6 separate regions of the Mus musculus genome follow, and all the other regions are linked to region 2. The links are chromatin contacts, called in public HiChIP or PLAC-seq and promoter capture Hi-C maps. All regions are on one chromosome and are shown on one strand. The core of a region is the stretch at or near the end of the contact, and the rest is flanking DNA. Distances in the headings are between cores, read along the strand shown.

The links. HiChIP or PLAC-seq counts read pairs in DNA pulled down with a chosen protein or histone mark. Capture Hi-C pulls out chosen DNA fragments and counts their contacts.
Region 1: an H3K27ac HiChIP or PLAC-seq map of extraembryonic endoderm stem cells shows a contact between it and region 2, with 17 times the contacts expected there. The contact joins the promoter of Barhl2 here to the promoter of Cdc7 in region 2. A contact is called at or near these places in 2 of 39 promoter capture datasets (cranial neural crest and embryonic stem cells), 2 of 484 Hi-C or Micro-C datasets (Th1 cells and embryonic stem cells) and 6 of 115 datasets of contacts at active chromatin or transcription factors (embryonic stem cells, extraembryonic endoderm stem cells and large pre-B cells).
Region 3: an H3K27ac HiChIP or PLAC-seq map of DN3 thymocytes shows a contact between it and region 2, with 7 times the contacts expected there. The contact joins the enhancer-like site here to the promoter of Cdc7 in region 2. A contact is called at or near these places in 11 of 39 promoter capture datasets (the 3T3-L1 cell line, the HPC-7 cell line, HPC-7-derived erythroid cells and 5 more), 21 of 115 datasets of contacts at active chromatin or transcription factors (DN3 thymocytes, the NIH/3T3 cell line, the SCID.adh cell line and 17 more) and 3 of 9 other capture datasets (adipose tissue, liver and macrophages).
Region 4: a contact with region 2 is called in an H3K4me3 HiChIP or PLAC-seq map of embryonic limb bud, with 9 times the contacts expected there. The contact joins the promoter of Brdt here to the promoter of Cdc7 in region 2. A contact is called at or near these places in 13 of 39 promoter capture datasets (the C10 cell line, HPC-7-derived erythroid cells, cancer-associated fibroblasts and 9 more), 1 of 15 datasets of contacts at CTCF or cohesin (the NIH/3T3 cell line), 3 of 484 Hi-C or Micro-C datasets (double positive thymocytes, embryonic fibroblasts and uterus), 26 of 115 datasets of contacts at active chromatin or transcription factors (the 230-238 cell line, the NIH/3T3 cell line, T-cell acute lymphoblastic leukemia and 16 more) and 4 of 9 other capture datasets (adipose tissue, embryonic stem cells, liver and 1 more).
Region 5: an H3K27ac HiChIP or PLAC-seq map of epiblast stem cells shows a contact between it and region 2, with 4 times the contacts expected there. The contact joins the enhancer-like site here to the promoter of Cdc7 in region 2. A contact is called at or near these places in 2 of 39 promoter capture datasets (cranial neural crest and stem cell-derived epiblast-like cells), 19 of 115 datasets of contacts at active chromatin or transcription factors (CD8 T cells, T-cell acute lymphoblastic leukemia, acute myeloid leukemia and 14 more) and 2 of 9 other capture datasets (adipose tissue and liver).
Region 6: a contact with region 2 is called in a promoter capture Hi-C map of adipose tissue, with 4 times the contacts expected there. The contact joins the promoter of Ephx4 here to the promoter of Cdc7 in region 2. A contact is called at or near these places in 8 of 39 promoter capture datasets (3T3-L1-derived adipocytes, cranial neural crest, embryonic stem cells and 4 more), 15 of 115 datasets of contacts at active chromatin or transcription factors (the NIH/3T3 cell line, T-cell acute lymphoblastic leukemia, bone marrow-derived macrophages and 10 more) and 1 of 9 other capture datasets (adipose tissue).

Annotation. Positions count from the first base shown.
Region 1 is chr5:106,455,696-106,460,341 of GRCm38.p6, forward strand. It overlaps Barhl2 (BarH like homeobox 2), which reads right to left and starts at 2,471. Exons shown (of 3, transcript NM_001005477.1): 1 at 1,531-2,471. The coding sequence starts at 2,146. It overlaps Gm33151 (a long non-coding RNA gene), which reads left to right and starts at 2,897. Exons shown (of 2, transcript XR_389476.3): 1 at 2,897-3,193; 2 at 3,748-4,044.
Region 2 is chr5:106,962,775-106,967,049 of GRCm38.p6, forward strand. Cdc7 (cell division cycle 7 (S. cerevisiae)) reads left to right here and starts at 1,548. Exons shown (of 12, transcript NM_009863.3): 1 at 1,548-1,651; 2 at 2,159-2,340. The coding sequence starts at 2,244.
Region 3 is chr5:107,370,989-107,375,505 of GRCm38.p6, forward strand. All of the region lies in intron 15 of Brdt (bromodomain, testis-specific), which reads left to right. It overlaps Gm17202 (a long non-coding RNA gene), which reads right to left. Exons shown (of 5, transcript XR_389494.4): 5 at 1-67. Among named protein-coding and RNA genes, the nearest start is that of Ephx4, 30 kb to the right of the region's middle. Within about 2 kb of position 1,998, at least 27 of the 459 cell types and tissues checked have an H3K27ac peak or open chromatin away from gene starts, as enhancers often do. A contact at or near this core is called in DN3 thymocytes, the SCID.adh cell line and T-cell acute lymphoblastic leukemia, where this site is marked.
Region 4 is chr5:107,329,291-107,333,940 of GRCm38.p6, forward strand. It overlaps Brdt (bromodomain, testis-specific), which reads left to right and starts at 1,904. Exons shown (of 19, transcript NM_054054.2): 1 at 1,904-2,017.
Region 5 is chr5:107,265,273-107,270,231 of GRCm38.p6, forward strand. Tgfbr3 (transforming growth factor, beta receptor III) reads right to left here. Exons shown (of 17, transcript NM_011578.4): 2 at 922-1,078. The coding sequence starts at 988. Among named protein-coding and RNA genes, the nearest start is that of Tgfbr3, 22 kb to the right of the region's middle. Within about 2 kb of position 3,594, at least 108 of the 459 cell types and tissues checked have an H3K27ac peak or open chromatin away from gene starts, as enhancers often do. A contact at or near this core is called in adipose tissue, embryonic limb bud, epiblast stem cells and 2 more, where this site is marked.
Region 6 is chr5:107,402,209-107,407,086 of GRCm38.p6, forward strand. Ephx4 (epoxide hydrolase 4) reads left to right here and starts at 1,305. Exons shown (of 7, transcript NM_001001804.2): 1 at 1,305-1,567; 2 at 3,824-3,909. The coding sequence starts at 1,343. It overlaps Gm17202 (a long non-coding RNA gene), which reads right to left. Exons shown (of 5, transcript XR_389494.4): 3 at 2,963-3,405.

The DNA.
Region 1 (4,646 bases), core at 1,221-3,720, 510 kb before region 2:
GGGTTCTGTAAATCAGCCTGAACCGAGGAAGAGAGGAGTGTCCACCTGGCACACACCTCCACACCCCCACACCCTTTCCTGGGCCTTGGAGAGCAGAGAGGCCTGAGAGAGTTTAAGTGTCTGTGGTCTCCTGTTTCTAGTTCTCTTTGGTCTGAGAGGAGGTTATGTTATGCTCCTCTTTGTTGTTTTCAAAGGGATGTTCTTTGTAAGGCACTCTCCAAAGTCTTTCTACTCTGTTTTCAAGACAGGCAGACTTCAGGACGTTGCTCTAATATTTTTCCTGCTAGCTGGAACTTAGATGCCTTTGTTTCTTTTCAGATGCATTTGGAAAATGTTAAGACTCAAACCTTCTGCAGACCTCCTCTGTATCGGGTCCCTTCCAAGCTTCAGAGAGAATGTGTCACTGAACTGAGCTCAAAAAACACTTGAGCCCATCCAGGTGACAGCACAGAAATTTCCGGATTCTATTTGTCAAGTTTGGTTTTTTGCTGAAATGCTAGGAAATCGATATGTCAATCCCTCTCCGTTTGTACCGGTTTGTGCAGTACTCCTTGATCTTCCCTGCAGGAAGAACAATAATCTCTCTAATTGACCCACTGGGGAGGTTGGTGAACGAGAAATCGCCAGACCAGACTGTACATCTGTTTGGGGCACTATTATGCTAATGCTATAAACAGTAAAATGAAGAGCCCATGTCCTAGAAGGTAGGAACCTTCTAGATTGCAATCCTTACCAGAGAAAAATTAAGCATTAATAATAATAATAATAATAATAATAATACCACTAAAGATGGGGGAAATCTCCCTGGTGTTTTAAAATCTTTTGCAATGCAAAGACAAGAACAGTTACTTATGAAATTGAAATTGCCCAAGACGAAAATAGGGTATTAAAAGATAAATTTCCATTGTTGTCTTGATTTTACAAAAACAAATTCCATAAAATTTAGTTTTCACAAATATTTGTTATTGGAAAGGGCCAGAAGAGGGGTATCGGTGAGAAGGGTGTTCTTAAAAAACAGGCTATGATTTGTTTTCTGTATTAATCATCAATTAGTAAAAATGAATTGCTCCTGTAATAATGTTGGAAATTTTTCTAACATTAAATCAGACAATTCCTGTGACGGCATTTAGAAAACATGGAGGGGGCATTTGGAAAATACTGGGGTGGTATTGCATTCAAAAATAAACATCAAGTTGTGATCACAGACCTAGACAACCACAACTGGCTACCAGCTTCTCTCCACCCCTTCCCACTCCCATTCCCAAGGTCTCAGCTAAAAGAAGAAAAAAAAAAAATCCCAAGTAAGCCTCTGTTTTCAACGAAAAGTGTCTCCCATCCTATCTCTTCAGTTACCACCTTCCTCCAGCACATTTAAAATTAAGTAAAACAAAGAACGGAGCCGGATGGCCGCAAAGGTTGTGGGGCAGAAATGTAACCAACAGAACTTAAGGTGCGTCGCTAAATCGCACGCCTAGGCCCCTCTCCTTCGGCGGTCACTCAAGTGACCCGGGCAGCTCCGGCGCAACTCACCGTGGCATTTGATGTCGCTCTGGGGGTCTTCTCTCTTGTCCAGCTTGGTTTTGCCGTCCTCCTGCTCAAGCTTTGGCCTGAAGCTCTCGTGTGCCGCGTTGCTCTCCTGCTTCGGGGTGTGATGAGGAGAAGAAACGCTGGTGCTGTAGGGTGCACAAGCCGCCAGGGGTTTGCTGTCTCCCAAGATGTCCTTAATTAAAAAGGAAGAGGTGGAAGTCCTGGGGGCCGCGGCGGCCGAGCCCAGCTGCTGGGCTGCTGACTGCGGCTGCGGCGGCGGTTGCTGTTGGGGCGAAGGCTGCAAACTTTGCGCGGGGACCGCGGATGGTGGCGGCGGCTGTTGGCTGTGGTGGAGGTGATGGTGATGCTGGGGTCCGTCTGTCACAAGATGCGGCTCCGGGGGTTCCAGGGTGACCGAGATCGGTGAAGAGGGCGCCGTTCCCACGGTATCAATCTCCGAACAGGGTGACGGGGTGGCCTGGCTCCTAAAATCCGTTGTCCTCGCTTCACCGAGCGATCGGAAATCCCCGTTCATCATGCCGGGGCTCCCGGAACCGGCACCGGACAAAATAGTGTCTATTCCAAAACTCGACCCGCTGGCCCCTTCCATTGCTGTCATTTCTACATGAGGTCCACGCTACTCCGCGGATCAGCCGCCGCCGGGACCAAGCAAGGGAAACTACCGATCGTAAAACAAAATAGACACTAAAAAGCGTTGACACTGCTTTAAAAAAAAAAAAAAGTGGGGAGGGAATGAAGGATAATGGGAGGTGACAATTGGTGGGCACTTTCGACTCAACTTTTCCCCCTTATACAAAAAGTAAAGAGAAAAAAATTTGAGGGGAAAGCCCCCAAATGCCACAAGCGGGAAGGTGTGCTCCGCTCCGCTGGACCACCGCGCACGTGGGCGGTGGCAGCGGAGAGCAGCACCGAGACTAAGATGCTGGCCGCTGGAGCAACCCCGCCGCCGCCACCTGCACCGCCACCGCCGCCGCCTGGGTCTGCCCACTGCCCGATCCCGGGCGGCGGCGGCGGCGGCCGGAGCAGGTGCAGCGACCGCTAAGGCCGGGCGGTCCCGGAGGTGACCGCCGTGCGTGACCCGGCAGTCCCGGAGCCGAGTTTCTGAACTTTGTTGGAAAGTTGCGGAGCGAACGCGGCCGCCGCCGCCCCGGGAGGAGGAGAAGCAGCGAAGGAGCAAGCGCGGGCGCAGGAGACCGCGGACAGGCGGCGCCCGGCGACTCCCGCCGCTGCCCCGCGCGTTGGCTTGTCATCCGCGGGCTCGCGGGCGGCGCCGACCCCCTCCCGTGACGTCACGGCCCCCGCCGCCGCTCCCCGCCCGCGCCCCCGCCGCCCGGGCCCCGCGCCCCATTGGCCGCTGCGCGCCAGCCAGCGACGCCGGCGTGCCGGGAGCCAATGGGCGCGCTCCTGGCCAGCCCGTCAGCAGCGCGCCTCGAACCCCGCTGCTCTTTTGAGAACCGAACCTCGGTGCGCCCGCAGCCCTGAGCCCAACGCCTACTCCAGGGGTCCAAGTGGTACCCACTGTAACGAGTACCCGGCCAGGGAGATGGGGAGAGACCAGAAGGGCACTGGAGAAGGGAGCCCCCGGGCGGGAAGCGGGGAAGCAGTACGGATCGTTAGATGTGCCCGTGCTAAGTCAGATTGGAGGGTGAGTGGAGAGGCCGCGAAGGGCAAAAGGATCCTGCGGCTCCCGGTGGCCTGCAGCGCAGCCCCGCTCGCACGGTTCCCAAGCACGCTTGAGCAGAGCGGAAACACGAGGAGCAGGGGATAGAGGTGCTGAGGGACCCCACGGGGAAGTGTGTGACACCAGAGCCAGAGCTCCGCGTGGGCCTGCAACGTCTGAGCTCTACTCTCCCCACAGGAGCCGGTGCGCTCCAGCTCGGTCCAACCGGGTAGCAGATCCAGGAGAGGCACTGAGCTGGGGGGCTACATCTTTGACCCCCCTGTCGGGAAGGATCGGGCCTTTGGCTCCAAATCCCGCTTTGTCTCCAGTCAGAGCCTGTGCTGGAAGAAATGCCGGGCCAAGCACTTTCTCCCGAACCGGGAAAAACCCCGGGCGAGGCGTTCTCCAGCGGCGCGGGCAGCTGTGGTTCCCTGCGGCATCAGGCTGCTGTGGGGCCGCGGGAACTGGGTGGCTGGTCCGCAGCCTGAGCTCCCGCAGCTCCTCCCTCCAATGCTTCCATCCCCTCCCCACTGTGGCAGGCCTTGGTTTTGGAAAGGAAACAGTCACCGCCGATCCATTTGGGACCTGGAACGCGACTGTGACGCCGCCTTGTCGGAGGGTATCAACTTGCATTCTTTCTTCAGGACGTCTCCAACCTGTCTCTTGTTGAATGTCAGAGTAATGGGAAGCGCCAGTGACAAGCCGGCGTATTACTCCTGATTAAGTGCCGTGTCAACCTAATTAGCAGAGTAATTATAAGGTGCTAATGAATGATTCAAAGTTCTTTGAGTTACATTTTACTCCAAATTACCATTTTTAAGAACCTTATGAATCTGCGTGGTTGGCATCGTTTCCGTGACCGTATAGAATGATGTCAGTAAAGGACAGGGTTTAGTGGCGATTATGGACGTCGCCTTGCTTTTCTTTTCTTTTCTTTTCTTTTCTTTTCTTTTCTTTTCTTTTCTTTTCTTTTCTTTTCTTGTCTGGTTGAGGACCCTCTTGAGAGGTATCCCGGAGGCATATGACCTCCTGAGATCTTCCTTCCTCCGGGGTGAGTCCCAGATCTGGAAGATGGTGGTGATTCATCCTAAGGACATCTAGATCTTTGGTCCGGGTTGGGGTGGGGGTGTCTCCCGCGTTATTTCAAGAGTGTGTTGAGCTGTTTCCTACCGTCATGGTGTCACTTATCGTCCCCCTGTCTCTGAAAAGGTACTGAGGCTACCAAGACCATCTAGATAGCACTCTCCTTTCTTAGGCGAGCAGACATTTATTTATCACGGAACTACGGTTGGTGAGCCGAAGCCAAGACGTGCTGCAGGCAGACGCTGGTGGCCTGAGGGATCCAGGAAACCCTCTATAGCCACGTGGCTCGCCCCCGCGGGTGGCGACGGGCCTGTCTAGGCTGCCGCCTCAGAGTCTTTAGACAGTAGTAGTCTTT
Region 2 (4,275 bases), core at 298-2,797:
TGTAAATCCCGATCATCTGAGATGAGAAGGTCCACCGTGAATCTAGACCACCACTGCTGCTGGCAGCCCACACAGTCGGAAGTAAGAGAAGGAAGCTTTGCTCTTTGCCTGCTCCCCTTGCTCTCACTGGCAAGTCCATTTACCCTGATGCTGAGCTGTCATTGGTGTTGGAACCACTCCTTTGGAAGCAAACTGAAGGTCAGAAGCTCTCTAGGAATTCCCTGGGACACCAGCAGCAGATTGGAACTACTGAGACATCCAGCAAAGATACCAGATTCTTTGCCTTTCCATTGTTGGACAACCTGGACCACAGCATGCATGCCACTCTGATAAATAGCACATACACATATATACACATTCACATAAATACATACATTCACACATCTGCATACTCATTCTGTCAATTCTGTTCCTTAAAGAACCCTGACTAATAAAATCAGCATAGAGTTTTGTCATATTTTCTCCATCTGTGCCTTGTGGAAGATTATGAGGTAAATGTATTTTTCATGGGCAAAAGGTAAATTGGGGCTTTCTTGTAAAAAAAAGAACTATCAGAAAACACTACTTATAATTCTTCACTATTAATGCTAAAGTAAAAAAAATATTTGTGGTCTTTCACTGTGTTAACTAATCTAATGAATGGTAATAATACTAACTCCTTAGAAATTCTTTTACTATGTATGTATTTACACACATACACACACCTGTATACCATGTAAACAGATTGTAGCATGAAAATCACAGTTATGATATTCCAGGAGCTAGTAAAAATTATTGATTGAATAAACATGCCTATAGCTGGACACTCTCTCTGGTCTGGGCTAGGCTGCTCTAGTGGAGGTGGACTGTCGTCTAAGAATGTCAGAGCTGGGGTTGTCAAGTTCTGGCTATGGCATGACTCTCGATAGTGGGGTTACCTGAACAAGAGGGGCCAAAATTCCAGCATTGATGGGGTAGGGAATTTCCTGGCCCAGTCCCTTACTGAGGCCCTGGCAGAGCGTAGTTGCCAGGCCAGGAGGGATCATTCTTTTTGGAGATGCAACCGGTGTTAAGAGTCCGATGCATAATCCAGTGGATCACTCCACACCCACGCAATATAGACTTAGTGGGTTACTAAAAGACGCGAAATTGGGATAGCTTTTTGACTGCCTTATTCACCACCGTTATTCGCTCAGTCCCTAAAAACTGGTTTATATCACAACTAAATAAATGATCAACATACATTGCAGCTGGTCTCTACTATAAGATCCTCAAGAACCAGTGGTTAAACTTTTTGTTTTTCGTTGAGAAAAGTAAAACCGGACTCAACCAAGTGCCTTTTACCCGAGAAGTGTCCAGCGTGTTGAGACCACAGTGTGAGGCCGAGAGAGAACGCTAAGGACCGGGCGACGGGACGAGGAATCCCGGGCGCCTTTTTAGTCCTGGGGCTCGCTAACTCAGCAAAGGACCACCGAGCCCTCTCTGCTGCACTCTTCCTTTCCGACCGCCCCGCCTTGAAAAACCACGCCTCTTGCGCAGGCGCCGAGGGCTTCGGAATGCGCATGAGCAATTCAAAGCAGCGCGGGAAGAATCGCGCATGCGCGCCTGGCGGCCCGGCTCAGTGGGACGCTCCTGAGGGAAGCGACCGCGGACGTCCTAACTTCTGTGAACCGTGAGTTTCTGACAGTTTTCCCCCCTGCCGTGGACGGTGAGGGACCGGGGACGAGTTCTTGATCGTGACTTAGGTCGTGTCGCCCTGCGGGCATCCCGCGGCGGGAAGAGGTGCGCCTGCGCACTGAGCTTCCCGTTGGCACTGGCGGACAGTCCGCCCTACGCACTCGCCCAGGGCGGCCCATTCATTCATTTATCCTTCTGTTGGCACCCTGCTGCCCTCGGTCGGCTCCAGTCGAGTGGAGTGTCACGCCCTGGCGAGCGACTTCCTCCCGGGCAAACCGCAGTCCTTCCCCGCAGCCTCCCGGGGATCCCTAGCCGGCTGCAGCCCGCTCCACCTGTCCCCCGCGGGAGTGCTCGCCGCAGGCCAGTGGCAGCGACGCCGCTCCGGCTGGGATTTGGACATATGGTGCGGGTTTTAGTGCTACCTCCTGAAGGGCAGGTGGTTTGGTGCGTGCCTGCTTGGGTGAGCTACTTCGCCCTTCTCACCGTGTTGTGATTTTCACAGCTGCTGCTCTCGCCTGTGCACATGACCCCGTAGCCCGCTCTTTGCATCCCAGTCGTGCGTAGTGGAAGCCTCTTTGGGGACTCAGATGGAGGAGCCAATGGCGTTTTCTTCCCTTCGTGGCAGTGACAGGTGTCCGGCTGATGACTCTTTAAAAAAATATGAGCAGAGTGTTAAACTTTCAGGTATGTGCTCAATGCCACGGTCACACGGTTCTGAAGTCGCACGGGCAGCCAGTCTGCATCTTCTAATTCGAGGAAAGGGGAAAAAAGAAATGTAATTAAATTACACTCCCAGAAATAAACAGAAAAACCACACACACACCTGACTAGTAAACTGAGTTGTATGTTTAAATTTCACATGTCAACATAATATCATGAAGTCTAGATTTAGGATTGGATCGCGTTTTAAGAGGTGTGGAATCCAGTTTTCATTTTAGAGGACGTCGGTTGGGTCCAAATATTAGTGGCTTTTTAGGAAAGCATGTTTGTTGACACCTGACTTTTTTCTTCCACACCCACTGTAGCCTTACTGTGTAAAGTTTGGTTTTAGGAATTGGTGGGGAAGGGATTAAGGATTCATAAACAAAATTCACAGGCAGAAACAAGTGGAATGTTTGTAACGGATACTTTTTTCTTCGTAAAGTGGAATGTAGCTCAGCCGCAGACTCTAGTTTTAGAAGGTGGCTGAAAAGTCCCATATTGTGTACTTTCAGCAGGACATAGAGGTAAACGTCTGTAAACCCAAGGGGAGGTGGAGATCAGGAGTTCAACCCTGCCTCAGCCCCACCCCAAGAAACACTGTGCACAGTGCCCATGTGGTAGTGTTCACTTAACATACATGTTTGTAAACAAAATTCCAGTTGACTGTATTCTTTCCTAAAAGCTAGCCATCTTTGTCCTAAGAAAATTTAGACTTATCCAAAAAGATACTAATTTTGACTTTTAATTTATGATACACAATTTATATACCCCCCCCCAAAAGCTTTAACCCCATTTAAAAAAGCATAACATCACATATTTTTGAATTCTGGCTAAAACCAAACTGTCCGTTGTTGTTAGAACAATGGTCCTCTTCCTGGTGATGAACAACACAGTTACTTCAGAACTTAAAAACTTGGGAGTCCCCTTCTCCCTTCCCCGTGCTCCCCCTGGGTGCAGTCCTCCCACTCTCCGGCTTGTTTGCGCTGTATATGCTGCTGCTGCTTGTCCTGGTTGGTGTCCTCCTATGCCGTTAGATTCATCTCGAAACACTGCTGTTACCTAGTTTTCCTTTTTAATTTTTAAAAAACAATAGCCTGTTTTTCAGTATGGCTTTTCTTTTTAATTAGCAAGTACACATACAGTGCAGACATTCAGTTTTCCATATTCAGTTTGACTTCTGGTGCACATTGTTTATTAATTAAAGGGGTCACACATGCATGAATTTGATCTAGTTCTAGAATTATTTTCAGGGGAATTCTCCTTTTTTAATATCTTGAAAATCTGGTGGACTAATAGGGTGAACTTTATTTGAAAGGTTTTGTAACTTTTATGGTATGCAGCATAGGACATTGCAAATGGTTCCCATAATAATTTTTTAAAGCATGCTGAACTCTTATCCATGGGATTCTTTAATGTGATTTTTAAAAAATATATCTATTTATTTTATGTATATGAGTACACTGTTGCTGTCTTCAGACACACCAGAAGAGGGCATCGATGCCATTACAAGATGTTTGTTAGCCACCATGTGGTTTCTGGGAACTGAACTTGGGACCTCTGGAAGAGCAGTCAGTGCTCTTAGCAGCTGAGCCATCTCTCCAGCCCCTAATGTGACTCGCTGTGTTAGAAACATAACTTCAGTAAAGACTAACACTGATGAGGCCTGGACATACAGTATATCAGATCGTGAAGCCATTGTGTAATTAGGCTTTATCTAACTCCTTATTGAAGTTTTGCTGCTGTTGTTAGTTTTGGTGGGGGTTTTGGAACATTTTGTCTATCTTTGTATATGTAGAACCAAAGAGGATTCAGCACACAATAGGGGCTTGATATAAATAAATAATATAAAGTAAATACTTGGTGTAGCAGGTGAATAGCAAAGCCCTTTGTTTAGTAGTATTGTTGACTCATGTTTAT
Region 3 (4,517 bases), core at 748-3,247, 410 kb after region 2:
GGCAGGTGCAGATTGTCGAGCCAGCTAAGGCAGGGTGAATTGTGTCCAGAGGGAGAGCATTTGCATCCTGTGAGAAGAATAAGAAGAACATGTAGCTGTCCTAGGTCACAGTTTCTTTCTCAGACTACCATAGCATTTCAACTTTTAATTTTTATGCAACAAGGAACTTCAAACAGAAACATGTCAAACAAACAAAAAGACACCCTCACCCCCCCCCCCTGCAAAAAAGAAAAAAAAAAAAAGAACTACAATACTTTAGGGGATGAGGGAGTAGCTTATTGGTAAAACACTTGCCTGACAGGCATGAGCCTGAGGTTCAGAACCCAGCACTGGGCAAAACAGCAATAAAAAGTTTATAAAGAAAAAATTTGCTGCTTACTAAATTGTGGGTTAAGTTGAAGATACTCTGATTAGTCAGTACCATGGAAGAAAGCTGAGTTTGTCGTCTAAGTCAAAGTTACTACAACCAAAACTAATGCTATGAGCATAGGAAGGTAGTTTTGTAGCAGAAGGTGTAAGGCTTGAGAGGAGATAACCTAACAGCTGGACGGGAAGTACGAGGTAGAGCTCATTTGGCTATGCAGCTGGGTGAGTAAAAGCAGAAATGGGTATCTGGGACTAAAGAGTCTAACATCACTTAAGCATTGCCACAAGCGATTAAGATAAAATGGATGTAATTTAGGAAACCACGAGAAGGAAGGAAGGAAGGAAGGAAGGAAGGAAGGAAGGAAGGAAGGAAGGAAGGACAGAAGGAAGGAAGGAAGGAAGGAAGGAAGGAAGGAAGGAAGGAAGGAAGGAAGGAAGGAAGGACAGAAGGAAGGAAGGAAGGAAGGAAGGAAGGAAGGAAGGAAGGAAGGACAGAAGGAAGGACAGAAGGAAGGAAGGAAGGAAGGAAGGAAGGAAGGAAGGAAGGAAGGAAGAAATAAATATGCAAACTAAGAAGAGTAGTTCTAGGAAAGAAAATGTCAGTAAAGAGATTAACAAATCAAAGCACTGGTCCTGATGCTGCACTGCAGCGTGAGGCTTGTCTAAGCTGGAAGTTTGAGGCCATCCTGATCTTAAAAGAAGAAGAGGAAAAATTAGAAAGACAGGAGACAAAAAGGAAGGAGAGGTAATGAGAGGAGAGAGGGCTGAGAAGGGCCACCACCTGGGCCACTGGCTGCAGAGGCTGCAGTGGACACAGGGACAGAGGGGTCTAAACAGACACTGGCTGCAGAGGCTGCAGTGGACACAGGGACAGAGAGGTCTAAACGGACAGCAGAAGCGCTGCTCTTCCAAGCTTACGTAGGAGTTGTAGCAGCCAGGGTTCTACAAACTGCGTAGACCCTGGTGGATGCCTCAGTGAGGCCAAGGGGAAATAGCTGGGTTATTAACACAAAGACAGAACTTTTTAAAGCAGCCATGAGAGTTATTTTTTTCAGTTGGAAAGGTCCGAATGTTCAAAGGCATTAATAAAGCCCGAGCCAAGTAGGAAGAACCTGCTGCTGTCTAGCGTGCGATTGTGAGCGAGCAAGTGGGGAGATGGTGGCGCCCTTGAAAAGAAGGAAGAGGCTAGAGCGGCGTCTAGATTCCCACTTAACCCTGGCCTTGGCAAGGCAAGCCTGATGCCTAAACCTTCAGAAAGGGGCACCCTGCTGTGGACATCTGAGCTGGACACTGCAGCAGATAAGACTTCCCTGTATGCATTTAGACTGAGCAGTCTGGATGGAAGAACAGAATGTTCAAAAACTTTTAAGAAACTGACCTCAACATGACTGGTTTGATCAACAGGAAATGTAGAAATAAGTATGAACAGGTCGGCAGGGCAGATCACAGAGACCCTAGCAGCTGAAAGGCTTTGGTCTTGGGTGAGAGTGCAGTTAGTAGAAAGCTGATGGAGCTCTGAGCAAAGACGGTGCTTAGGGCAGTTAAACTTCCTGTAAAGGGAGGCTAGGGGTAGCTCTTGTAGAGCAGAAGAGGAGACAATGAGATGTTGTGGTGAGTGCTCCAAAGAGAAAAAAATAAAAGGTTGAAAGACTCTTCTCAGGCAGGCTGAGCACTGCACCCACAAGGCACTTGTGCTGTGTTAGTTATGGTAGGTGGGCCAGCATCGGTTCATGGGAAGGAAGCTCGCAAGGACTAGAGGTGAGGACTCCAGAGAAAGGAGAGCTATGGTATTTGATGTGTCAAGTGATAACTTTTGTGGTCGTGCTGCTCCCAGTTGGACCCTTCCTGCCATCCTAGGCTTCGATGACCCTGTTCTCTTGATTGTCCCACCTCTCTGAATGTTTCCTGCAGTCACCTTTTGGTATGACTGCCTTTAGATAAGGTTGATTGATAGCTTTAACTTTTGTTTTCTTTTGAGACAGGATTGTGCTATGTATATAGCCCACATATTCTCAAACTCATAATCCACCTACCTCAGCGTCCCAAGTGCTGGGGAAACAGGTGCGTGTCACTGCCCCCAGCCAGCTGCTTCCCTTCCTACTTAACCACAGAGCTTCCCACCCAGCCTTGCTGAACAAGTCCTGATCTTCCCCTCAAAGCAGTGTGCTGACCACAGTGAGTCTCGATAGCATGAGACGGAAAGGCTGAGAGACAACCTGATGTAGACTGCATCTGGGAAATCTCTGGGTTTTTTTTTGTTTTTTGTTTTTTCTGTTACTTGCACAATTCAAATGTACCTGGCCCCAGGCATACTTATACAACACTAGAGCATCTTTATTTAAACATCAAGTAACCATTGCAAACCATGTGAAAACAAAATTCTCACTTTTCCTTTTTTGGGTTTTTGAGACAGGGTTTCTCTGTGTAGTCCTGGCTGTCCTGGAACTCACTCTGTAGACCAGGCTGGCCTCGAACTCAGAGATCTGCCTGCCTCTGCCTCCCAAGTGCTGGGATTAAAGGCATACCCGGCCAAATACCCACTTTTCAATCCCCAGATTTTAAAAAGGGTTTTACTTATTATTTTAATTCTTATGTCATATGTGTGTTGTCTGCATGCTTGTCTATGCACCATGTACATGCCTGAAGCCCACAGAGGCTGGAAGACAGGCTTAGCTCCTCTAGAACTAGAGTTATGGATGGTTGTACATCATGTGTGGGTGATGGGAACTGAAAAACAGCCAGTGCCACCTCTGCAGCCTTTCAACATCCAGATCCTAATCTTCCCCTTTTATTTAGTGATAGCAACACTGCTACCTCTTATCAACAAGTTGAGAATCATTCTAGAGTTTCTACTTTCCACACAGACTCTCCTTCCTGCCTAAGTCTGGTGGCAGCTCAGAAGGGTTGTAGTTCTGAACTTTGCTTTCCATTCCACGTGAGTTTAAGAAGTGCACGCGTGTTGAGTGTCCGGGATCTTGTGAAGTTTGGGTGTGTTGGGCTGTCCAGGGTTTAAACGTAAGATCTGTTCTTTAACCCACACACTCCTCCTCTGACAGTGTCACATTCTCTCTCTGTTCTGTTTCTAGCTCTACCCTAACCTCAGCTTGAAGACAAGCATGATTTAGTCAAGGGACTGAAGGGAGGTAGAAGCTTAGATATACATCCCCACAGCATTAGATGATCTAGAATTTTATGAGTTTGGGTCAGCTAATTTTGCTTTTTCTTCTCTGTCCTTTAATCAACCAATCAATACTGGTGAGAGTTCAAACGGGATTGTTGTATTTTGTGTCTCTGTCCTGTCACATCCCCTCCAACTCCACTTGAACATCTCTCTGCATGTCTCCTCCCAATTTCATATCCTCCTCTTTTATTAAAAACCAAATCTGCCAGGCGTGGTGGTGCACGCCTTTAATCCTAGCACTCGGGAGGCAGAGGCAGACGGATTTCTGAGTTCGAGGCCAGCCTGGTCTACAGAGTGAGTTCCAGGACAGCCAGGGCTATACAGAGAAATCCTGTCTCAAAAACAAAACAAAACAAAACAAAAACCAAATCCACAGAGTCCAGTCAGTGTTGATTGCTGTGGGATGCACACTGATGTAGAGCCTCCACTACAGCCTGGGCAACCCACCAGTAGCCATATTGCCAAACAAACAAGGACTCTATCCCCAGAATCCATCAACTGCCAATAGCTAGCTCCTCAGCTAGGTGTGGGGCTTGTGAGCTCCTCAGCTAGGGGTGGGGCTTGTGAGCTCCTCAGGCAGGGGTGGGGCTTGTGAGCTCCTATTCTCCATGATGAAATGCTGACCAGCTTGATCTTGTTCAGATAACTACTGTGAGCTCATGAATGCAACATCCATGTCATGTCTAGAAGACAGCCCTTCATTGTGCTCCTTCCTATCCCCGTCACTGCCTCTTCTGCAGTGCTCCCTGAGAGGGAAATTGGCATGTGTCCCACTTAGAGCTGAGCACTCAGTCATGCATTCTCAGTACTTTGAACAGTTGCATGTCTTTCTGCATTGCTGCCCACTACAAAAAGATTTTCTGACCAAGATTGAGAGCACATATCTATGCACAAAAACATAAATAATGTGAAGACATTATGACCGTTCAACAAAATATCAGTAGGTTCTCCTCTATGATCTTTATCCCCA
Region 4 (4,650 bases), core at 654-3,153, 370 kb after region 2:
TTTACCCAGGAGGGCCCCCAACCACTCAGAGGAGAAAGGGAGGGAAGGATAGGGGAAGGATGGTGAGAGGGGATGACAGGGATAGGATGCAAAGTGCATAAGTTAAAAAAGGAAGAAAGGAAGGAAGGAAGGAAGGAAGGAAGAAAGAAAGAAAGAAAGAAAGAAAGAAAGGAAGGAAGGAAGGAAAGAAGAAAGAAAGAAAGAAAGAGAAGAAAGAGAAGAAAGAAAGAAAGAAAGAAAGAGAAAGAAAGAAAGAAAAAGAAAGAGAAAAAAGAGAAAAAGAAAAAGGAGTACTTTCTAACTCTATGTCTGAAGTAAGCCACTTTTTGTGTTTTGGGGAGAAGAGCCTTCTGAGGGGACAGCTATATGTGTGGAGGTCTATAGCTTCTAGTGAGAGGTTGTCCTGCTTCCTTTGAGAGCACAGTCTTGAGGTGTTTTCTCCACAGGGATGAAGACAATGCTTAGCCACTGATGATGCTCAGATGTTTTTTTTTCTCGGCAAGTTAAGGCAACCCAGCTGTTCTCTCCTTTCTCCTTGGTGCATCTAGGACTACTAATTTGGAGGTAGGCCTGAGGTAAACACCTTTAATCCCAGCATTCAGGAAGCAGGCAGGCAAGACGCTAGCTGGATCTACACAGCCAGTTTAAGGTCAGCCTGAGCTTCAGTGAAACCTGTCTCAAAACAACAAATGGAGACATTGTGATAGGATTAAAACAAACAAACAAACAAAAACCTATCATGCTAAACATACCCTTAGGCTCGCTAAATTTAAATGCCCACAAGCCCCAAGACATCTGGAGGTAGTTACTAAAACTCGAAATCCTTAATCACTTTGTGCAGCTGTGAAAAGGGTTACTTTGTTTGTTTGTTTGTTTTGTTTTTTGAACAGGGTTTCTCTGTGAAGCCCTGGCTGTCCTGGAACTCAGAAATACGCCTGCCTCTGCCTCCCAAGTGCTGGGATTAAAGGTGTGCGCCACCTCGCCCAGCAGGATTACTTAAAAAAAAAAACAACAAAAAAACAGTGAGTATCCCGGGTGTGGCGGTCCCCGCCTTTAACCCCAGTTTAACCCCAGCATGCAGAGGGCAGAGGCAGGCAGATTTGTGTGAGTTAACAAGTTAGCATAGCCCCGAAAAGTCAGAACTACATAGAGAAACCCTGTCTCAAAAAACCAAAAGAACAAAACAATACATTAAGTATCTATTATCGATTTGAGACTAGAGACCAGAGCTATACAGAAGTCTGAAACAAAAGACAAATGTCACCAGATTAAACTCAGGAACACCCAAAGTAACAGCACAGGGTCAGACCATGATGAGAAAGTGGCTTCAAAAGCAAACCTCTTGGACCAAGGAGATGGCTCATGGGTTAAAGGTGCCGGCCGCACCTATGACCAGAGTGGCTATCCTTGGGATCCACATGGTTGGAAAGTGAGAACTGACTCTTGGAGGTAGTCCTCTTCATGGAAAGCATACAGAATAAAAAACATAGTAACGCCACTCTCCTTGTTTGGAAAACAAAACACAGGAAAGTCCTTGGCCTGGAGTACAGGTCCTTCAAGCCCATCCCAGGATCACTCCAGGTCACGGAAGGCTACCCGAGACCACCTCCAGATAAAAGAACAAGTAAATAATAATTGCAAAACCTAAACCAACCAAGCAAGCAAACAGTAAAATTCTCACAGCTCCACTGTGCTTGCAGGCCCACGCCCTCCTAGGGAGTGGCGGCACGGAGCGAATACGCCCAGCCCACGCAGCCTAACTTCAAAGCCTCAGCCGCCACAGACCTGACTCACACCTCCGCGCGGTTTGAGGCGCAGGCACAGTCACGTGGCAGACCCTGGCCAATCAGCAGGCTGCTCGCGGGTGAGTCCCATAAAGGCGCCAGTCGCTGGCTGCTGACAGCCGCCATCCGGGCGAGAGCTGGCGGCCACCGGTGGAGAACCGGGAGCGACGGTCCTGCACTGCTTCATCTAGTGCAAACTGAAAGGGTGATCGGATAAGGCCCTTTCCTAAGAGGTACTACCATTGCTACAGAGGCTCGGCCCTGGGGCCGCCCCAGGCGGCTCTTTGGGTGAGAATAACGGTTTTTTGCCTCTCCCCTCCCCCATGAGCGCTGGGCCTCAAGGAGGGCAGTTGGGAGGCCATTGCCCAACCGAGTGCGTGACGCCTGAAGCCCTGGTGAGCTGGGAGCTGCCTTCCTTTGGTCTTGACCAGCTGCGAACTTGTGGTCCCACTTTCTCCCCTTTTTTTCTGCTTCTAGTACTTAGCCTTCCTACCCAAGGCTTGGAAGGAGGTTGGCACAAAGTCCAGGGTATAACGGTTTTCTTTGTGGTTGGAGTGTCGGGCCATTTTCTGTACTGTAGTTTTGAGAGGCCGGAGAATATTTAAAGCGCCTTTGTTGTGTCTGTTCTGTTTGTGGATATCGAGGACAGGAAAATCCTGGTCCTTGATTCAGTCTCCTACTCTTATGGAGCGCCTTGGAATATACCAAACCTTCTGCTGTGTGCTGTGGGTTAGAGTGTGCCCCACCTCCGGGCACTGGCCTTGTGCATGGACAAGAGTGCCTATGGACCCACGGGAAGGAGCAGGTATGTGGGAAGGAACGAGGGAGGTGGCTCACAAAAGACAGCCCGATCTCCAGGAGCAGATGGAAGCTGGATTTAAGAGTGATAACGGCAGTTCTGGTGTAGAAGTGATTCAGAAGTCAATACATAGAGTGAGGTGGATGGAGCCGGGCATAATTGTTTGGCTCGGTAGTCCAGACTGGCCTTGTCTGCCTCCGCCTCAGTAGTGTGGGGATTATAGATGTTTATCACAACACCTGGCAAGATTTTCTAAGTTTTAAAAGAAAATGTGTGTGTGTGTGTATGTGTATGCCTGTTATGTGGGAGCTGGGTATGCACGGCTCTCTGGCCTGCTGGTCCACAGGATTGTCCTATAAGCACTTCTAACCACTGAGACATATCTCTAACCCAGAATTGCTCATTTGTGAGTGGCTGCTATAATGTTGGGTTGATGGAATAGCAAGAGCTAAGTCTCACAGTGAGTAAGGTGACAGTTTATTAAAGGATCGATATGTCCTAAAGGCCAGGCTGTTGAAAAGTTTGGTCTTAAACAAGTGCTTGAATGAAAAACTGGGAACATCACTGTGTTGCATGAGCTTATATTGGGGGAGGGGGGGGGTGACAAGCAGTGAAACAGAACCTGGTGGTGTGTAGGACAGAGGATAGTAGTCTGTACAAAAAAGCACTTACTATCTATCTTGAGGTCTTGGGGTGACTGAGGTTGGCATAAAGCAAAGGTGTAGATGGAGTTAAGGGGGGATGGGCAGGCATGGTACCCAACGCCTATAATCTCAACACTTGGGAGGTCCAGGTAGGAGGACCAGGAATCCTAGGTCATCCTTGGCTACAGAGTGAGTTTGAGGCCAGCCTGGGTTACATAAGAAAGGGAGTTGGGGAGAAAGACTGAGAGAGACATGAAGGAAGGAAGGAAGGAAGGAAAACAGGGAGAGGAAAAAGAGGGAGGGGGGATTAAGAATGGGACTAGAAAGAAAAGTTCGCACAGCAGACACTGTCAGGAAGGAGGTGACTGACGCCTCTCTTTCCTCTCTGGTCCCCCAATGCCCCGTTTTTACTGTCAAAGCACTACTTATGTTTGTCAAGTGATAATCACCTGTTCACAAGGACCTGAAAGAAGTCTCCAACCTCAGCTGTAACGCTGGGCTTGACATCCTTCTAAGTGCTTTACACATATTTAATAGATGAACAAATAGAATTTGGAAGACGGTGTCCTGGAAAACAGACAAGAGTTTTAGGAGTGTCACAGTGATAGTCTAGTGACGTGACAGACTGCCAAGCAGTCTGGTCAGGTAAAGTACAGCAAGAGTCCATTGGATTTAAGAACTGACCGTGTTGACTGTTAGTGTAGGGGTGACTTAAGAACTGACCGTGGTGACTGTTAGTGTAGGGGTGACTTAAGAACTGACCGTGGTGAGTGTCAGTGTAGGGGAAGTTGTAAGGAGTGGGGAGGAAGCCAGGTGTGAAGCAGGTAACGCACACAATGCAGATTTTGGGGTACTCCGTGTGAGATCCACAAACCAATGTTGAGGCTCCAAGGAGGTAATAGGATTACGAGAAGACATTGTTTTGAGGAAGAGTCAGGATAATTCATGGTGTTTCAAGTCCTAGGTATGAAGAGACATTAATGATATCATAACCTCTAATCTATCTATCTGTCTATCTAATTTACTTATTTACTACTATTTCTGGATTTTTAACCTACTTTTATCTTTTATATGCCATGTATATGTTTTTAAATACTTTTATTTATTTATGTGTAGGCATGTGCGTTTATATGCACATGCATGCAAATGCTCTCTGAAGCCAAAGGGAAGCTGGATCCTTTGAAGCTGGAGTTATAGGTAATTGTGAGCCAGCTGTTGCTGGGAACCAAACTCTGGACCTCTGGGAGAGCAGCCCCAGATCTTAACCCCTGAGCCCCTTTTTAGCCCCTTGTGCATCTCTTTTTTGGAGCGAAACCTCTCCAAAGAAGTCCTTTGCCCGTGTTTGAATCAAGTTTCTCTTGTGTAGGATCCTTCTGTGGTTTGGACACTGGCTCCTCAGTAGGTTATGTGAAGACTTGTAGCT
Region 5 (4,959 bases), core at 2,344-4,843, 300 kb after region 2:
AATGGCACACTTCTCTCAGAGCTTTGATTACCAGAGCTTATGGAACTATTTTGTTCGAGTTTATATACGATATATACCAAAGGCTGGCTGGAGTACACGTTTAGGTCGGTGCTGTCCTTGTTGAGAACTGCCCGTTTCCAGAACTGATACAATGAATTGCTTTTATATAGCTCATTACAGAACAAGTGCACACAATGATAAAATAGAGCGAATTAACCTTCCAAATGTGTTAAATGATGATACCCCTAACACTCCCCCAAAGCGTTGCCCTTACATTCTGACAGCCTCTGGGAAACATAAGCGCGCTCTCTCTCTCTCTCTCTCTCTCTCTCTCTCTCGCGAGCGATCTCTCTCTCTCACTCTCTCTCTCTCTCTCTCTCTCTCTCTCGCTCTCTCTCTCTCCTTCAGTGCTGAAGCTGGCACTGACAGCCTACTTCTCAGACCCTCTCTCTGGGTCTTAAAGAATGCTTATTAATATGTCCGAAGCAGCTGAAACTAGACGCCTCCCTTCCCCAAATCTCACGATAAGGATGTTACCTCTATATCAAAAGATCTATTTATTTTATAAAAACATTCTTTTAAGAGAATAAAAAGACCCTTACAATTCTTATTTTGCTCTTAACTATGCCTGTAACAAAATTCAAATGGGGCTCTTTGTTATCTGCCTACCTCAACAGAGGTTAGCTGGGTCCCGTGTCATGACATTAGAATGTCTAGCCCCAGCTTAGTAAACTACAACACAGGAAAACATATTATGTATCAGTATGATAGTCAAATATTTTATTTACCTAAATAACATAAATATTCACATTTTACATAAGATAATATGGACTAAATATTTTTAGCCAAAGAGACTGAGGGGAGAAGGAAATAGGAATTCAAGAGAAGGTTAAGAGCCTCCCAATTGAGAAGGTGCATTACCTGCGGTGGCCAGGCAGGCGCTCATCAGGACAAACACAGGGACCATGTGGTGGGATGTCACTGCCATCTCTCCAACAGCCTTTGGTTCTTCAGCTGGATGGCAAGTGTGGCAAGTCGGGTGTAGCCTTAAGATCCTTCTCTGCAATGTTCAACTTGCCTAGAAAAATAAACAAATTTCAGTAAGAAAACAGTGTTGAAATTTCGCTAGTGAACACACATGTCATATGTAAAAAGTTAAATGGAGAATTTCTGAAAAGTATCGAAGAGAAACAATTTGTCCTGAAAAAGACCGGGGCAGCCCTCAGGCAAATTGGGGTGGACAGTGACTGTTAACAAAGACTCTTACAGAGAGTAGTTTTAAAAGTGACATGCTTATACTTCACATACTAAACATGAGGCAGGGTCTCACTATGTTTCCCAGGCTAGCCCAACATTCTTGGGTTCAAGTCCCTCCTGTTTCAACCTCCCTGAATGGCTAGCATCACAGGAATGTACCAACACACTCAAGTAGATCTTTGGTTCTGTGTGGAGTTTTTAGGACCGTGACAGACACGCCAGGCAGACACCTGTCATATCAGCAGTAACAATGTACACAGTCAGGGACACTGGACATGCAGTTCCAAGAGCCAGCAAGCAGAAATAGTTCTTAGAGACTGAGCCTCACCATGGCGAGGTTACCACTAAGATCAACTTCAATTGCACTGAGAGTCAATCTGCAGAGAGAAAAAAACAAAAAACAAACAAACAAACAAAAAACAACAAAAAACAAAAAAAGAACAGAAAGAACAAAACTCATATTTCAACTCTTCACCTCTTCACCAATATTAAAAAGGAGAAAGGGCTTTGCTGCCTCTCTGCCACATTGCAGAAAAACTCAGTCCTGGGCCATGTGATCCAGAAGCCTCTTTCTAACCATTTCTGGTTCCTGTCTAGAGCTCTGTCAAGGTTGTATTGCTGTTGCTTTACGTGTGTGTGTGTGTGTGTGTGTGTGTGTAGTGGGTCTCTGTGTGTCTGGATCTGTGTGTGTCTGGGTCTGTGTGTGAGTGTGGTTTGTTTGAGGCAAGGTCTCACTGTAGTCCTGGTAGGTCTGTACTCACTCTGTAGAACAGGCTGGCCACAAACTCACAGAGATCCACCTGCCTCTGACCCCTGAGTTCTGGAATTAAAGGTGTGGCCGTCATCTAGCTGAGATTTGTGACTGATATGTGTATCGGGGGAGGGGAGGTTGTTGCTTTGTTTGAGACAGTTGAAATATATATATGTATGTGTGAGAGAGAGAGACAGAGATGCAGAGGGAGAAAGAGAGACAGAGACAGAGAGAGGCACAGAGAGAGAGAGAGAGAGAGAGCGCGCACCCAGGTTTATAAGGTGCCACACATATAATACGCTATCAATCAAAAAATATCAGCTATTTTGATCACTACCCCATTCTCTTTGAGGTCTTCTTGCTGATAACTGAAAAGATCGGAGTGTGGTCGGTCATTCATGTAATTCTTAGCTCCTGCCCAACAAGTTTTGTGTATTGCCACAGGGAGAAAGAAGTCAAGGTCAAGGGAGAACAAAGTTACCAGCAATGCTGACAAGTTAGAAAACTTATTTGAAAGCCACGAAATTTACTTCAGCTAACCCCTGGAAGCCTCGCCTTTCTCTCACCATCAGATAAATGGAAATGTCTGTTTGCTTAAGAACTCGACAACAACACTGAGAGTTTGTCTCCCGTTTTTCCTCTTCAAAAATTAGATTTCCTAAATGGGTTAATAAGCTGGAGAGTTTGTTTCCAGGTTTTTTTCTTCAAAAATTAGATTTCCTAAACGGGTTAATAAAGAGAAATCTCCCTGAAAGAATATACCATTTCAACGAACACCAACAGAAATCTTACTAAAGCAAAGACCCATAAGGAGCACTGAGAAGATGGTTTACAGGAGGATTTTTATGGAGCAAATAACCACAGGCAGCCCAGGGCGCGCGTCACCTCTGCTCACATCTGTGCAGGGCCTGTGGGGCTGCGCTGCAATAATCCAGGAGCTTACACCAGTCCTGAAGGAACCATGGAAAGAAAGGCAAATGGCCCTATTAAAAATACGGCCTGCAAATTGCTGACAAGAATATTGGGCAATTATATAATTATTATATAATCGAGCCAAGCTAAACAGTTTGATGCCCAAAGGCAACCACAGCAAGTTCACTCCGGATCTCGAGACATCTCCGAGGAAGTGCAGGACAAGTTGAGACTCCACACAGCTGTGGTGAACAAAGAAGGAGCTTCTTTGAGCTGAAGCCCCTCTTTATGAGAACGTGTTCGAAAAGAAAGCAAACTGCGAGGGTTTTTTTTTTTTTTTTTTTGTCTAATCTCCCCAGTGTGCTGACAGAGTTCTAGGGCCTGGGAGGACAGGAAGGGAATCCCAGGGGTCCCACCTGGCTGATGTCCAGCCAAGACTACAGACCAGAGCTGTGGCATGACTCAGGAATCCAGCCCCTCAGCTGAATGCTGGGTGGAGCCAGGCCTCCATAATTGTGTACCTCTGAAATAAAACCAGAAAACACCAACTCCTCTTTCAGGTGAGGTTCTGTCATAGTCACTTAGCTGCTGACCCGCCTTGACATCATGAAATCTCTTTGGGCTCATGAGCTGTGTGAGTGCGTAAGTAGAACCACTGAGACCCTGGAACAATCTGGAGGCGACTGCAGAGTGATCTCTTTGCTCGCCACCCAAAGCTTCACAGCAGTGTGCTCCACTGCTGGGGATGGGAGCCTTTAGCACCACAAATTAGCAGAAGAAAACAGGGGGGGGGGGGCACTCACAGGTTAAAAACAAAGAAGAATGTGCCGCTTGCTAAGTCTGTTGATTTCGGAGCATGCTGTGTTTACTTCTGAGACCATTAATCAGAGCTGGCTGCTGCACATTCCTGAGAACCAGCAAAGCATTTGGGTAAATACAGGGATTAGCTGAGGAAAGCCTGCTCAACCAAATCCTTGACAGCACCACGAATCTAGACCCACGCTCCAAAGGAGCTACTTAGAAAAGCCTAGACTAAGGAAGGAATGTGTGTGTGTGTGCGTGTTTGTGTCTATCTGTGTGTGTTTGTGTGTCCGTCTGTGTGGTGTGTGTCTGTCTCTGTGTATCTGTGTGTGTGTGTGTGTGTATATTTGTGTGTGTGATGTGTGTATGTCCCTCCGTGTGTGTGTGTGTGTGTGTGTGTGTGTGTGTGTGTGTGTGGTATGTCTCTGTCCGTGTGTGGTGTGTGAGCATCTGTCAATTTGTGTGTGTGGTGTGTGTGTGTGTGTGTGTGTATCTGGTATATGTATATGTGTGTGTCTATGTATATTTGTGTGTGTATATTTATCCATCTGTGTGTGTGTGGTGTGTATGTGTTTGTCTGTGTGTATCGTTGTATATGTGTCTCTATATATAATATATTATATATATTTGTGTGTGTACATGTGTGTATGTTCCTCTGTGTGTGTGGTGTGTCTCTGTCTGTGTGTGGTATGTGTGCATCTGTCAATCTGTGTGTGTGGTGTGTGTCTGTATGTGTATCTGTGTATGTATATGTATGTGTCTATGTACATTTGTGTGGGTGTATGGGGGCATGTATGACACCATGTACATGTATGTACATGTGTGTACATGTGCATTGGGCAGCCCATGCAGATGTCAGAAAACAACTTTGTGAAGTCCTTTCTCTTCCAGCTCTGAGTCAGTTTAAGAATCTAACTCAGTCATCAGGTGTAGGCTATGCACAGCAAGCACATTTACTGTTAGACCATCTTGATGGCCCGGAAGATTTTGTTTGTTTGTTTTAATGAAGGGAAAACATTGTTTTTAGAGGGAAATGTGGCAAAATGGATGTCTGGTAGCCAGGAAGAAAAAAATGTGCTAGCTATTCTTAAGATGGCTAAGTACAGGACACCTTTCAAAGTGAGACATAATTCACAATTAACTTGTAACTGTTCAGTTACTCAGTTAAGAAAGGCAGTCTTAAGCCGGGTGTGGTGGCACACGCCTTTAATCCCAGCACTTGGGAGGCAGAGGCAGGC
Region 6 (4,878 bases), core at 55-2,554, 440 kb after region 2:
AGAAGATTTGTATAGACACTTTGTCGAGAAAAGTATAGCTGAGTGACATGTGATCACACAGAAGATGCCTGGTACTATTCGCCATTAGGAAATAAATGTAGGCTTTATTCTTTTTATTCATTATTTAACAGTAATTAACAGTAATAACGCGGTAGCCTTTGTGGCATATTCAGACATATGTGTCATTAAACTTTGTTCTAAAACATTCACTTCCCCAGCTGCCCTCCCCCATGCTCTGCCCTCAGGCAGCTCCTTCCTTCCGGAAGATAGTGCCTCTTATTGAGAATCAAGGGTTCACTCTGCACCTCTGGAACAAATGAAATTAAGAGTTCAGTACACAGTGCTTTAAAGAATGGGACCCAGGCTCTAAGCAACACCTCTAGCACCGAGCAGTCATTCTGGAAGCCAGTTTGATTCTGTCGCAGAAAGCCAAAGGTACACTTACCCACCTTATCCCACTGTCTCATTTCTAGGTGAAATAGGAAAAAAAAAACGTTCACACAGAAACATTTTATGTAGATACACTTATAACAGCCCTAAGCTATTCAGATGGAAGGAATGAGTAGAGATGGCTCACCAGTTAAGAGTACTGGCTGCTTTTTCAGAGGACCTGAGTTCAGTTCCGGAGGTGAGGGGTGCACAGTCACCTGTAACTGCATCTCTAGAAGGACGGACGGACGGACGGACGGACACACACACACACACACACACACACAAGGGAGGTCAGGGAAGAGAAGGGAAACAGGAACGTAAAGGAAGACTAAGAAGAATGAATGTTTCTTAACGGGGCGGGGTGGGGGTAGGGCTGATAAACTATTGTAGAGTTACACCAATGGGGGCGGGAGGAGGGAGGGGGAGGGGAACATTAAGAAGAGAGGGAGGAGGGAGGAGTCCTTGCTAAGGGTAGGGACAAGCTAATTGATTGCTTGTGCCTTGGTGTAAAGTGCCTTTTTGCTTTTTCTGGCTGGGGTGTTTGGTAACTTTGAACTCAGTTAAGAAACAGTTAATATCTGTAAGAGATTGTGTTAGGGATGCCCACCTGAAGAAATAATTACCACAGTTCAGTACAAAAGTCCCTCCCGCCCTCCGCGATTCTCACATCCGGGAAAAGGTCTGCGGCTTCTGGGACCGGGGCGCTGGGACCTGTTCAGAGCCCGGAGCTTCGACAGGACCTGGGGATGGCGTTCGGCGTCGCCTTCATGTCGCTCGGCTCTAGCGACGTGGCACGGGAGGACAGCCCGGGCCTCGCCCTGCGCGGTCCCCGAGGCCCGGGCGCGCGGCGTGTGCGGGGCGAGCGGGCGGGCGCGGGAGGGACGCCGCAGCTCGGCTCCCGCAGGCGCCCATGGCCCCGCCGCGCCCGCCCCGCCTGCTGCCCGCGCTGCGCGCCCTGCTCTACTGGTCCCTGGTGTACGGCTACTGCGGGCTGTGCGCCTCCGTCCACCTGCTCAAACTTTTGTGGAGCATCGGTAGGGCGCCGGCGCAGACCTTCCGCCGGGCGGCCCGGGCCAACCCTCCGGCGTGCCTGAACGACCCCTCCTTAGGGACTCACTGCTACGTGCGCATCAAGGTGAAGGCCGACGCGGGCCTGGAGACAGGGGAGGGAGAGGGACGCGGGTGGGGAGCCCTGGAAGCCGCGGTGCCTAGGGCGCCGGGCCGATTGTTCCTAGATGCGTCCCGATGGCTGCGGGCACCCGGAGGACCCCAGGGGGAGGCAGGAGGGACCTGGCCAGGGGCTGTTCCGCGGGTCAGTATCATGGCTTTCCACTCTCTCCTTAACCTATGTGTGTGTGTGGAGGGGGGGAGGTGCGTGTTTCAGAACGTGAAATTTCTCTAACTGGATCCTCCTCCTGCTGAAGCAACTCAGAATAATTCTGCTCCCTCTCCTACTGCAAGGAGAAGCTATCTCCTGTTACCTTTTTTGCCTTTTAGGGCTCAGATCAGTTGCAGGATAATGCTCCTGGCGGTGCCCTGCTGTCCAGATTTTGAGATGGAGGGAGTGGACAGTTCTTTGGAAAGTCATTTCTAATCTCAGATGACCTAGGCAGCACTAAAGGATAAGAAATGGTTTGTGTTTGTGAGGAAGGAAGTAGGTGCAAAAAGTCAAAAATAGGAGAGAATGGAATACAAAGTAGGTACCCACTTCTTAATAAAGCTCCATTCTCTGTGCTTAAATAAAAGTGTCAACCGTGCCAACAGATTTTCATTGTCCGTCCTCGTCCAAGCTTCTGTCACAGCCCACAGACGGTCTATTTCCTGATGCCAGGTGGTGGAGTGATACAGTCTCTGTGATACGACCTACAGTCTGACTCACAAGCCTTTCAAAGGCAACATACAAGGAGATATTTGTGTTACTGAGTCCTGCCTGACGTTTAATCAGCAGCTAAACTCCCCAGCAACTGGGATTCAGAAAGGCAAAAGGAGCCTGAAACTGATGTGAGAATTAAGTATGTTCATGTTTCGAGAAGAAGGAGAGGAGGAGGAGGAGGAGGAGGAGGAAGAGAACCACAAAGAAAAAGAGAAGAAAACATAGGCCAACGGACCTATAACTTAGTATAATTTATAATTCATCATTATAATTATCAACCTGGCATATACCCAGTGCGATAAAATCTTTATTAAATCCAATCTGGTGGCCCTGGCATTTTATTCTTCCAAGACTCACCACCACTAAAATAATTTTTAAAAGATAACAGCCAAGTCACATTTGTTAATTCTGTCCAACTTAAGGATGAAACACAGCTTATGACTCTTCCTGGATTCCTCAGAATTACTCTCTTTTCCCCTCAAAAGCAGAAGGAAGAAATAGTGGTGACTCTAGTCACCTGTATACTTCATTCCTCTTAACTTGTTTATTTAGTGACGCCGGGGGACACATTGGTCATGCCAGGCGAGTGCTCTGCCACTGAGCTACATCCTTAGCCCGCTCATGACTCCCATGACCTTCATGACTTATGTGACTTACTTGGACCTCATTTAGGGGAAGGGACGGCAGTGCTGGGGACTGAAGCTCGGGTCTCATGCTTGAAAGGCAAATGCTCTGCCACTGCTCTGCAACCTCAGCCCTTGGGCCTTGTTTTCTTAGTAAGGTGGTGGAATCAAGGGCAATGACACGCCAGAGACAGAGTCCATGGCCAGCTTTGACTTGTGCTGTCTTCCCCTCATACTTGCAGGGATTTAGCTTTTCTCTCTTCCTTTCTTGTCTATGCTCCCATATCCTTGATGTCTGCAGCATTCTTCTCTTGTTCCCAGTCCTTTCCTTTTCTGGGGTTAGTCATCTCCCAAATGTGGCGTGAAGTCTTGGGCACTGATATAGTCCACTGTTAGAAACACAGATGTGACAGAGGGAGCAGGCAGGAAAGGAGAGCGTATATGAAACACTCAGATCGCAGTGTGGGAAGGAGATGCCTAAAAATAAGAGAAGGGGGTGTGAATTACATAAGTGATACTGCAGCTCTTGACAGGCAACTGAGGAAAAAAAATATGTGAGATACACTTTGCAACATTGAAATTCAGATCAGAATTATTTATGTATCCTGCAGGGGATAAAACGTCACACCTCACAAAGACGAAAGCTACATTGTAACATTGCTCCAGAAGCTCAAAATATATACACAGACCTTGTAACAGAGCAAGTAAGGGGTATTCCAAAGGGAATACCCACAAAGGTGAATTAGTCCCTTTATTCTATTGATAATATGTTGTTAATATTTATTTCTTGATATTAAAGTAATTCAAGCGAGAATGTTTTTAGTAACAGGGAAATACTAAATGTCTTAGTTTGATGTTGCCTGCTATCACATACTCCATACTCTTCCACTTTCAGGACTCCGGGTTAAGATTTCACTATGTTGCTGCTGGAGAAAGGGGCAAACCGCTCATGCTGCTGCTTCATGGATTTCCAGAATTCTGGTAAATTTACCAACTAACTTGTTTCTTTCGCATTAACACTTAAGATTCTGGCTCAGTTCATTTGATGCTGCTGTAAAGGAATAGAGTTTGTTGTTGTTGTTGTTGGTGGTGGTGGTGGTGTTTTTGTTATTGTTGTTATTGTTTGTTTGTTTGTTTTATTTTGGTTTTTGCTTAGTTCTGGAGGCTGGGAGGTCCAAGATCAAGATCCGATGTGGGCTGCCATGTTGAATGATCTTATGATAGAGGGTGGAAAGGCAAGAAAGCAACAGAGGGTAAATTAGAGGTTACTCCCATGAGGTCAGATCTAACTCTATTATGACCACGGTTAAATGTCATAGTTTTACAGGGGCAAACATTCTAAATGTAGAACTTATCATGGAATCCCTTTCTCAAAACGGCAGGCAGATCATTTCACAGGGTGAAATCTCCTGAATGTCCCTGAAGTCACAGCAATAGTTTTGCTCCTAATCTAAAAACATACATACATATACAACCACCCTAATTTTTGGAGATCAGCTGTTGCTGTGTAGCCCAGCCTAGCTGTCTTAGTTTGGGTTTTGTTGCTGTGAAGAGACACCATGACCAAGCAACTCTTATATAAAGGACATTTCATTGGGGCTGGCTTACAGTTTCAGAGGTTTAATCCATTAGCATCATGGTGGGAAGCATGGCAGAGTCCAGGTAAACATAGTGTTGGAGGAGCTGCAGACCACAGAAAAAAACTGTGTGTCACCCTGAGCTTAGCCCCAAAGCCCACCGTCAGAGTGACACACTTCCTCCAGTGAGGCCACATCTCCTAATAGTGCCACTCCCTATGGCCAAACTTTCAAACACAAGAGTGTATACGCCATACTATTCAAACCACCATACTGGCCTTGAACTCATACCCAAGCTCTCCAGTCTCCCAAGTGCTAGGCTTACAGGTGTGCACCACCATCCCTAACTATGCTTTTTCCTCTGAAGATTAAA